Regions from separate parts of the Ovis aries genome. Here region 2 is linked to region 1. Evidence: chromatin contacts called from public Hi-C data. All regions are on one chromosome and are shown on one strand. Each heading gives the region's core, a stretch centred on a gene start, on an enhancer-like site or on the middle of the called end of the contact. The rest is flanking DNA. Distances are from core to core; before and after follow the strand shown.

Region 1 (4,679 bases), core at 1,280-3,779:
GAAGCTCTTCAGTCGCCTTGGACTCCATCCTGTTTGTTCCTTGGGGCCGAGGAGTCGCCGTGCCTGGTCCGTTTTTTCCCCATCTATCTCAGTGAAAGATAGGGGAGCTTGGCATGCTGTGGTCAAAAGGGTCACAGAATTGGACACAACTGAGCAACTGAACACAGACAACAACTCTATCCCTTCCTTTCCCATCTAGTACCACTCGGAAATGGCGACCCACTCCTGGATTCTTGCCTGGAGAATCCCACAGACAGAGGAGCCTGGTGGGCTACAGTCCTTGGGGTCTCAAAGAATCAGACCCGACCGAGAGCCTAAGAACACCAGTCACTTCCAGAACACAGATCTCTCCACCGCATGGACACGGAGCCACTTTCACTAGCTTTTTTCCCAACACTCTGTTCTTTTAATGCATTTTACACAATAGCAGGTGTAACACCTTACTGCGTTGCTTTCTAGATCACGTTCCTTGCCCGTGCCTGGTTAGCTCGGAGGTAGACTGGGTGTGGACAAGCTGAGCTGAGACTCCTGGTGAAGGCAGAGTATCCACCAGGTCTGGGCATCCAGACCGCCAGCTTGGGAAGGGTGATGGAGATTGGAAATGTGAGTCTGCAATTCAGAAGCAACCAGAAGACCATCTGAAGGCAGGCCAAGAGTAAGCGGAGGGTGCAAGCCATTCCCTCTGATGCTCAGCCCTGCCCACGATGGTGAGAGGGGACGGACGCAGTCAGCACCCCCTAGAAGCTGGCGGGTTCCCGCAGGGGGCTGGCGAGCTGCTGGGAGATGTGGCTGCAGACACAGAGTGTCGATTCAGGAACACATGGGGGCTGGTAGGCAGAGAGCCGACACTCTGGAGAGGCTGTGCTCCGTGAGGGGTATCCTGGAAACACAGAGCAATACGCTTCAGGGGAGCGTTTGCCAAGCTCAGAACAGGAATAGGAACAAAGCTGGATGGAGAGCGGGCAAACTGCTGAATGAGGACTTCGTCCAGGCCCCCAGCCCGACCCCAGCAGGGGAAGGTGGGCCGGGGACCTGTCACTCAACACCTGCCCTATTTAGAGAGAAATGGGAAGCCAGAACCAGGTCAGAAACCTAAAGCCTCTAAGCCTTCCCTGCAGGGCATCATCCGAGCTCCTTAGCCTTTCCAAAGCAATCGCCCAGAACTGAAATGCATTTATCTTTTCATCTGGATTCCAGCTTTTCCCTTAACTTCTTCCCTATTTTAGTCAACCCCTTAAACCATCGAATATATATTTGAACTTTTCCATAATCCTTAACTGTCTCTGATCCACCCCCACGTCATCCGCCCTTTAAAAACAAGGTCTACACACCCCTTCTCCGAAGAGATCTTTCTTGATCAAACTTTGCCCATTGTATCTCCCTTACTTGGGCTCCCAAAGCACCTGTCTTCTAACTCATTTCTCAGTTCACCACGTGTGTATCACGTCGAGGGGATCATCCATCTGTAGTGATTATGGCAGGATCCCCCAGCCGGAATGCGACGTCCTTGAGCTCAGGAAACCTCCTGTGTTTGCCTTGGTACCTCCTACAGTTCTTGCAATAAGGTTGCTTACCTCAACAGGTAATTGTTAAATGTTGCATGGTTGCCGTCTCCTTTAAAATGCTTAGGCCCAAGAAGGAAGAATTTTTTTTTTTTTTCTCTGCCTTCCTGTTTTCATCGTACAATTTGTGAGTTCCTCTCATTTACATTCCTCTTCTGATAAAAGCGCTTGCCATAGTAACAGCCTTGCCTGGTGATGCTCAATCTCCGGTAATAAGCAGGATGGATGCGGATGTCTTGGCGGAAGTGAAAAGGCATATACCGACAATGAAAAAGCCAATATGTTGGGGAAATGCACCAAATGATTATTTTCCTTTTGTTTTTTTTTTTTTTCGCCGAGTCTTTATATTTAAAGGTCTTTTCCAAAAGATAAATATTGTCCCTTATTGACTGTGTATTTCCAATTTGTTGGAAGCTTTAGGGCTTTCTGAGTTTGTTTGCTTTTTCACACAAACCCAAGAGCTTTGAACAAGGGAATCTACCAGGTCTGCAAGAATCCCTTATAGCTGAATACAACTTGTTTTTTTCCTTCCTTCAAGATGAGAAGCCCAGGGTGAAATGGGGCTCCTCTGGAGAGAGAATTATAATCCCTAGACAGGCGAAGACTCTGTTTTCCCCCCTCAATAAAACACTGTATGGGAGTTAGCGCACCTTGTCCTGTTTCTGGGCTTCCCCAGTAGTCAAGTGGCAGATGCGAGTTCAATCCCTGGGTTAGGAAGATCCCCTGGAGAAGGAAATGGCAACCCACTCCAGTATTCCTGCCTGGAGAATTCCATGGACAGAGGAGCCTGGCAGGCTACAGTTCCTGGGGTTGCAAAGATTTGGATACGACTGAGCGACTAACACTTCCACTTTCACCCACGTGGGGCCCTGTGGATTCCTCTGCCCAACCCGCCCTCCACAGTGAGCGGAGGAACCTCATGGCGTCACTGCAGGCTTGCTTTCTCCACCTCCCCACAGCCAGGCAGACTGAGCTCTCCTGGTCTCCTAAGAACATCTGACCTCCAAACGCTGAGCTCCCCTGGGGGCATTCATTCTAAGAGGCAGCCTGTGTTCCTTTTGGCTTTTCAGAATGAGCTGAGTTCCTTGCTGCTGGAGAAAAACAGGGACATATTGACAGATTGATTTCTTTTCATAGATTGATTCCCATCCTAACAGAAAGTCTGTGCTGTTCAGAAGAAACACAGGGTACCTATTTACTGAATCTGACGTCTGCGTTTCCAGGGCTCTCATCGCTTTCAAGAGGGACACACAGTCTGACCAAGGTGGAGGAGAGAGGCCCGAGTCCCACATTCTCCTCCCAGTACATTGCTTTTCACACTGACGGCCCCTGCCTCTTCTCACCTCTTCATGTTGGGAAATTGATTTGGACTTTCTTTCTCCATCGATTGCTGCATTTTTGTTAGTTTCCCTGCATTTGCCAGTTCAGAATCATTGGTCCAAACGAGATCCCCTTGGGGAGAAAGGAGGCCAGTCAGGTCATGCAAAACTGAGAATGTTTTTGTTGGTGTAAGCACGTCTCCCCCACCCCCACGCAGGTACACCCACGTCAGGAACCATCATGACTAATTACAGGGTCAGCGCAAGGCGTTCGAGTTGTGCAATCGGGTCCCACACACGCCAAAGCAATGTTTTTATTTGCTTGTTTTGATCCGGTGATTTTGCTTATGTAATTGCTACCAAGCTAAAGCTTTCTGAACGTTGTTTACTTCACACCTTAACTCCATAAATGAGTCTGGATCAACCCTTCTAGGTCAAAAAATGAGAAGATCCCTAATTTCCAGCATTTCCAGACTGTCTGTTCTCCATGGAAAATGATTGCCTCAGAAGACAACTGTTCTGTCACAACCTCTGTTGTGACACACCAAAATACACACCGGTGCCTGGCAACTTGCAAAATGCTTCAGCACTGAAACGTGCCCATTTTGCTTTTAAAGGAAGAGTGCACAAAGACGTTAAAAACAATTGTCTAATGTAGCATGCTTTGCTCAACTTCATTTGACACGATCAATAAATTTGTGGAGAAAATCAATGTATTAAGAACTATAAATTTTCTTTATTTCCTCTACGTAGAAGAATATTGATCTGACAGGAGAGTGGATATGTGTTTGTAGGCACCAGGAAGGTTCGGGAAGGGTCCTCCTGGCAATAAGGTCCTCCGTGAGGTCCGCCAGGCTGCTCTGTCCGTGGGATTCTCCACGCAAGAATACTGGAGTGGGTTGCCATGCCCTTCTCCAGGGGATCTGCCCAACCCAGGGATCAACTCAGCTCTCCCACACTGCAGGCAGATTTTTGACCATCTGAACCACCAGGGAAGCTCTACAAAGCATGAAATGGCAAATGGCTAAAGTAAAAATTTTTGCAACAGAAAGCAGTGCAGTTTATTTGCACCCTCTAAAGGTCCAGCGAATGGAAGGTTTCCCAGGGGAGGGCTGTCCTGACACCTCAGAGAAGCAGGACAACAGGTGAGACTCTTCAAATATCCCCCCAAACAAGACTCAGGTAAATTTTCCCAAAGTTCCTAGAGATGGAGAGCTATAAGAAACCAAGAAATTAGATCAACTACACATTGCGTGCAAAAGGCACGCTGAGGAAAAGAAGGAGTTGCTTCCACACCCGGCTCTGAAAGCAAGACCTGAATTTGGACGCTGGTGGGACACAGCCTGGCCATCAGGACAGGCCAGCAGCAGGCAGGCCAGGGGCCTCAGAAGTAGCCGTGACCAGGAGGAGGCGGACGGGGCCTGGAGGAGGGGCCACCCCGGGGATGGGGGGCACTGCTGTCCCACGGCATCAGCGGGGCCTGGCAGGGGGGCTGCCCTGGGGATGGGGGGCACCACTGTACCACGGTGCCAATGGAGCCCGGGCAGCCTGGACTCGGGGTCCTGGTGAGCACCGTCCTCTGCAGCCGGGCCATCTCACTAAGTGACTTTCGGACTTAACTTAGGGGGGCCCTGCTCAAGGGGAAGATCCTTCCTCTCCTAGCACTACAAGCCCTGAGCCCTGTCAACAGGAAAGTCATTGTCCAGGGCTGAGTCTGAGAAAATGGTGTTCCCCAGCCTTGCAAACGAACTGCAGGCTCACCTTCAGATACGGGTGTTCAGTCCCAGACCACTGCAGT
Region 2 (4,695 bases), core at 1,494-3,993, 110 kb after region 1:
GGACCCGGCCCACAGGCGAGCTCATGAGCACGTACTGGTCGCTGTCGCCGTGGCAGGCGTGGGGGGCCTTGTAGGAGCGGGGCAGAGAGCTGTAGCAGTAGCCGGGCATGCCCCGCAGCGTCTCCCCCGCGGCCGAGAAGAAGTCGGGCGGGGTGCCCGTGGTGCCCGCGTCGCTGGGGGACATGTTGAGGTAGTCCCCGTTGGGCAGCAGCTTGCCGTCGGCGCTCTCCATGGACAGCTTGGAACCACACCACATGCGCATGTACCCGCTGTCCTCGGGGGAGCTCTCGGCCGGGGAGCCGGTCTTGTAGCCGCCCGCAGTGCCCGGGAAAGCTCTGCCGGCCGCCGACGCGGGCGTGGGCCCCGCGGCCCCCGCAGGGGGCAAGGCGGCGGGTGCGGGCCGCGGCTGCAAGATCTGCTTCGGGGCCGACACGCTGGTGGGGCTCATGGGCATGTAGTCGTCGCCCCTGCAGCTCCCGCCGCCCGTCCGCAGGGGGGCCACGCCGGGGGTCATGGGCACGTAGCCGTCGTCCGTGCCCAGGTTGCTGCTGGAGCTGCGGTGCGAGCCGATCTCGATGTCGCCGTAGTCCTCAGGGTACGGGTGGTAGGCCACTTTGGGAGAAGACGCGGGGCAGGATGGGCACAGGCGGCCGGAACTGCCCGAGAAGGTGGCCCGCATCAAGGTGTACTCATCCAGGGACGCGGAGGACGGCTGGGGCGCGGGCCGCTGCCGGGCAGGCGTGGTCAGCGAGTAAGTCCGCTTTCTCAGCCCTCGGTCCAAGTCTGGGGCGCCGTCCCCGGAGACCCTGCGGTAGGCGCGGCCGCCGCAGTGGCTCAGCGGCCGCTCCATGGTCATGTAGCCGTACAGCTCGCCCGCGCTGCCGTCCCGCGCCGGGGGCGTCTCAGCGATGGACTCGGGCGTGTTGCTCCGGTGGCCGCAGTAGACCCTCAGGTCCCCGGGGCTGGAGCCATACTCGTCCAAGGACATGAAGCCGGGGTCGCTGGGGGAGCCCGAGGCCGAGGCGCTGCCGCTGGAGGGGCGCTGGGGGTGCAGGGGGTGCTGCAGGTGCGGGTGCGGGCCGGGGGGCGGCGGGTAGGAGCCCGAGCCGTGCCCGCTGCTGGACGACAGGCTGCCGGGGCTGGTAGCCGCCGGGGGCGAGTGCGCCACGGGCATGGACATGGAGCGGCTGTGCTGCAGGCCGCCCCCTGCCGGCGCCAGCGCCGCCTTGCCCGCGCGGCCGCCGCTCAGCGTGTGCGAGCGGCTCAGGGGCGCGCGCACCGGGCCCGGGCTCAGGGGGCTGCCCGCCGCCGCCCCGGCCCCCGCCGCCGCCCCCGCCGCGGCGCCGCCGTCGCCCTCGCTGGCTGTGCGCACCCGGCACGCGCTGCACTTGGCGGCGGGCGGGGTGGCGGCCAGGCTGTCGGTGCGCGAGCGGCGCACCAGCCCCGTCTGGCTCGGGGGCAGGTTGACCAAGTGGTGGTGGCGGCGCGCACCGGGCACGCTGATGGGGTGCGTGGCCGACGAGCCGGACGACTGGCTCTTGCTGCGCGGCCGGAACTCGAAGAGCTCCTTGAGCGCCTTCATGGCCTCCAGGATGGTCTCGTGGATGTTCTGCGCCACCACCGAGTCGTCCGCCTGCATCCACAGCTCGCCGGGGCCCGTCACGGCCGAGCGGCCCACCTCGATGAAGAAGAAGCTGTCCGAGTGGCCGCAGCGGCGGATGCTCATGAGCTGCAGCGTCACCGACGGCTGCTCGCAGTTCAGCTTCACGAAGCCGATGGTGCGCGCCGACAGGCACAGGCGGTACACGCCCGTCAGGTTCTTGCTCTGGCCCAGGCCCTTGGGCTTCAGGTTTACCTGCCACACCTCGCGGTAGGCGGCCGTGGCGGGCGCCACCAGCCCGTAGCTGTCATCGGCCGCGGCGGCGCCCGCCGAGCCGCCCAGGGCGCCGGGCAGGGAGGCGCTGCAGGACCCGGAGGTGGCGGCGGCGGCGGGGGGCGCGTCGCCGGCGCCCGCGCGGCCCTCGCTGACCAGGTCGGTGAGCGCGCGGTACCAGCCCTCCTGCTCCTGCTCGTTCTCGGCTGCCACGGCGAAGTACTCGTCCTTGGTGTAGAGGGCGATCAGGTACTTGTGCTTGGCGTCGGCGCGCTTGTTGATGTTCAGGCAGCAGTCGAGCGCGATGACCCGCTTCGGGGCGCCCGCCTTGCTCCGCCACTTCTTCTCGCTCTCGTAGTACTCGAGCCGCGGCGGCTGCGGCGCCGGGCCCCCGCCCGCCTCGTCGCCGCCCGCGCCGGGCCCGCGCAGCACGAAGAAGCGCTTGTGGCCGTGCTTCTGCTTGCGCAGGTAGCCGCACTTGCGCACGCTGTGGTTGTTGTTGTTGTTGTTGTTGTTGAGGTTGGGGCCGTCCCCGCCCGCCGGCCCGGGGGGCCCGTGCTCCGGCGGGCTCGCCATCGCGGGCGCTTCAGGCCGCGCGGCCCGGCCCGGCTTGGAGGGGCCGGGGGCGGGGCTGGGGGTCGGGGGGGGGGCGGAGTGCAGGGGGGCGCGGGCGGCTCCCCACCACCCCCTGCTCGCGCGCCGGAGCCCGCGTCCCTCGGGCCCAGGAGGTGGGGAAGGTTGGGCACGGGAGGCCCCGCGGGGGCAGGCACCCGTGCGGTGGCGCAGCGCCCTCCGCGATCCGGGGCCCCAGAAGGTGCCCGGCGCGGGCGGTGGCTGCCGCCCCCCCTCCTTCCCCGCGGCCCGGCTTGCCCGCGGCCGCTGCCTCCCGGGCTCTCGGGCGGCGCCTGGGGGACTCGCTGGCTGGGCCGAGAGTCGGGGTCCCCGAGCCGCGGGGCCGAGCCTACGGCGCGCGCGGCCGAATGGGTCCCGCCGCCGCGCTGCGCTCCGGGGTGCCGGGGTGTGCCCGGGGACTCGGGGTCCGCGCCGCCGCCGCCGGGGCTGCCGCTGCCGCTGCCGCCGCTGCTACTGCCGCTGCCAACGGCGACCCGGGCTCGTCGCGGTCCCCGCCGCACAGTGAGTAACACATCGCGCACCGAGTGACTGAACTAAGAAGAGCAAAACAACATGTGACTCGCCGTTACGCAGGCACACACGGCGCGGCCGCCCCGCCCCGCCGCCCGCATTGGCGCCGCGCCCCCCGACGGACGGCGCGCGCGGCCAATGGGCGCGGGCCGCGGGGAGGGCGGGCCGCGCGTCCCCACCCCGCCCCCCTTTCTCCCGGGGCCGCGTTTCCCGCCGTCCCCTCCCCCGCCCCCTCCCGCGGGGGGCCCGGGCCGGGGCGGGGCGGGGCGCGGCGGGGCGGGGGCGGCCGGGCCTCATTAATCAGAGGCTCGTTGCGGAGGCCCGCGGAGGAGATGCCACCCAGGGCGGGAAAAGGGGCGCGCGGGAGGGGCGGGCGCCGGCCGCCGCGCGCAGGGCCCGGCCCTCCCGCCTTTGACTCAATTAATTGGGCTCGGAGCTTCCGCCGGGGAGGGGGCGCTGCAGGGGGCGGGGGCCGACCGAGATCAAGGGGCAAGACCGCCAGCCCAGGCTCGGGGCTTGGGAGGGGGCGGTGGCACCCCCCCAACCCCCGGGCCCCGCACCGCCTCGCCGCCGCCGCACTGGCTGGGGCCTGGAGGAGGCAGTGAACTCGGCTGCCCCCCTCGAAATTCCCTCCGCCCGCAGCACACACTTCGGCGCGCGGATCCGGCGCCCGGGCTGGGGGTGGGCGCGCGTCCCCACCACCACCACCCCCGCCTCTGCGGGTTCGCGCCAGGGTGGTTCCCTTGGTGCCCGGCCCGCGGCTTGTTTACAAGCATCCCATTAGTCACCGGTGAGCTCAGGATCGATAGCAGCTTCTAGCCCCTTCCTGGAAGGGGAGCCGTGGTCGGCAAGGGGCGCGGATGGGGGCGCCCCCAGCCCCGGGCCGCGCGGGCCCCAGGCGCTCCCGGGGTCCCGCCGCTCAGGGCTGCCCTTCCCCCGCACCCGATCGTGGGCCCTTTCCGGGGCGTCATCAGCGCCATTCACTTGCATGTTCTCGGGAAGTTGAAATCGTCTGTTTAGATGTAACAGGAGAAAGGGGAGGGCGAGCAGGCGGAGAAGACTGCAGTATCCATCGTGCCGGGAAGAGGGCGGGCTCCGGCGAGCCGAGCCGGGTCCCCGCGGCCGGCCAGCACCCCGCCGACCCCCGGCCCCGCGCGCCGAGGCGCGGGAGTGGGCGTCTCCGGACCTACGCGCCCGCAGCGGGTGCTGCGTGAAAGATCCCCTTGGATGCTTCAGATATTTCCATCTACGTGGCGTCTGTGACTTTCAAAGTCGATTACAAATTAGGACCCACCATATAACGCGTCTCCTAAATGACTGTGAGGGCTGCTGTTGAGGGTGGGAGTGCCCGAGTTCAGATCCGAGCAGGCTACGAATCCTGCGGAAACGAAAAAGGCTATAGACACAAGCCTTGGTCGGGTTTTTTGGTTTGTTTTTAATTGCGTCTTCATGAAATGATTTGAAACAAAAAAATTTTTTTTAACTCCTGGAAGTTTGCCTTTGAATGCCATCTATACCTTACAAAAGTCTTCGTTTCCAATGTCATGGAAGTCTTACATTGAAGAAAAATAATTTAAGATTGTAATTTTTGAAAGACTGATAACTGTTTTAACATGTTTGTAAGAAAGTGACCTGAAAATTGTGCTAGTTAATATTAAGGGCCGAGAGATCCCTACTTA

The links. Hi-C and Micro-C count contacts between places; a contact is called where the count stands out from the background.
Region 2: a contact with region 1 is called in a Hi-C map of tail adipose tissue, with 2.2 times the contacts expected there. The contact joins the promoter of IRS2 here to the enhancer-like site in region 1. A contact is called at or near these places in 6 of 16 Hi-C or Micro-C datasets (blood, hypothalamus and tail adipose tissue).

The regions. Positions count from the first base shown.
Region 1 is chr10:83,926,057-83,930,735 of ARS-UI_Ramb_v3.0, forward strand. No RefSeq gene overlaps it. Among named protein-coding and RNA genes, the nearest start is that of IRS2, 110 kb to the right of the region's middle. Within about 2 kb of position 2,530, at least 9 of the 54 cell types and tissues checked have an H3K27ac peak or open chromatin away from gene starts, as enhancers often do. A contact at or near this core is called in tail adipose tissue, where this site is marked.
Region 2 is chr10:84,031,479-84,036,173 of ARS-UI_Ramb_v3.0, forward strand. It overlaps IRS2 (insulin receptor substrate 2), which reads right to left and starts at 2,744. Exons shown (of 2, transcript XM_027973785.3): 1 at 1-2,744. The coding sequence starts at 2,449.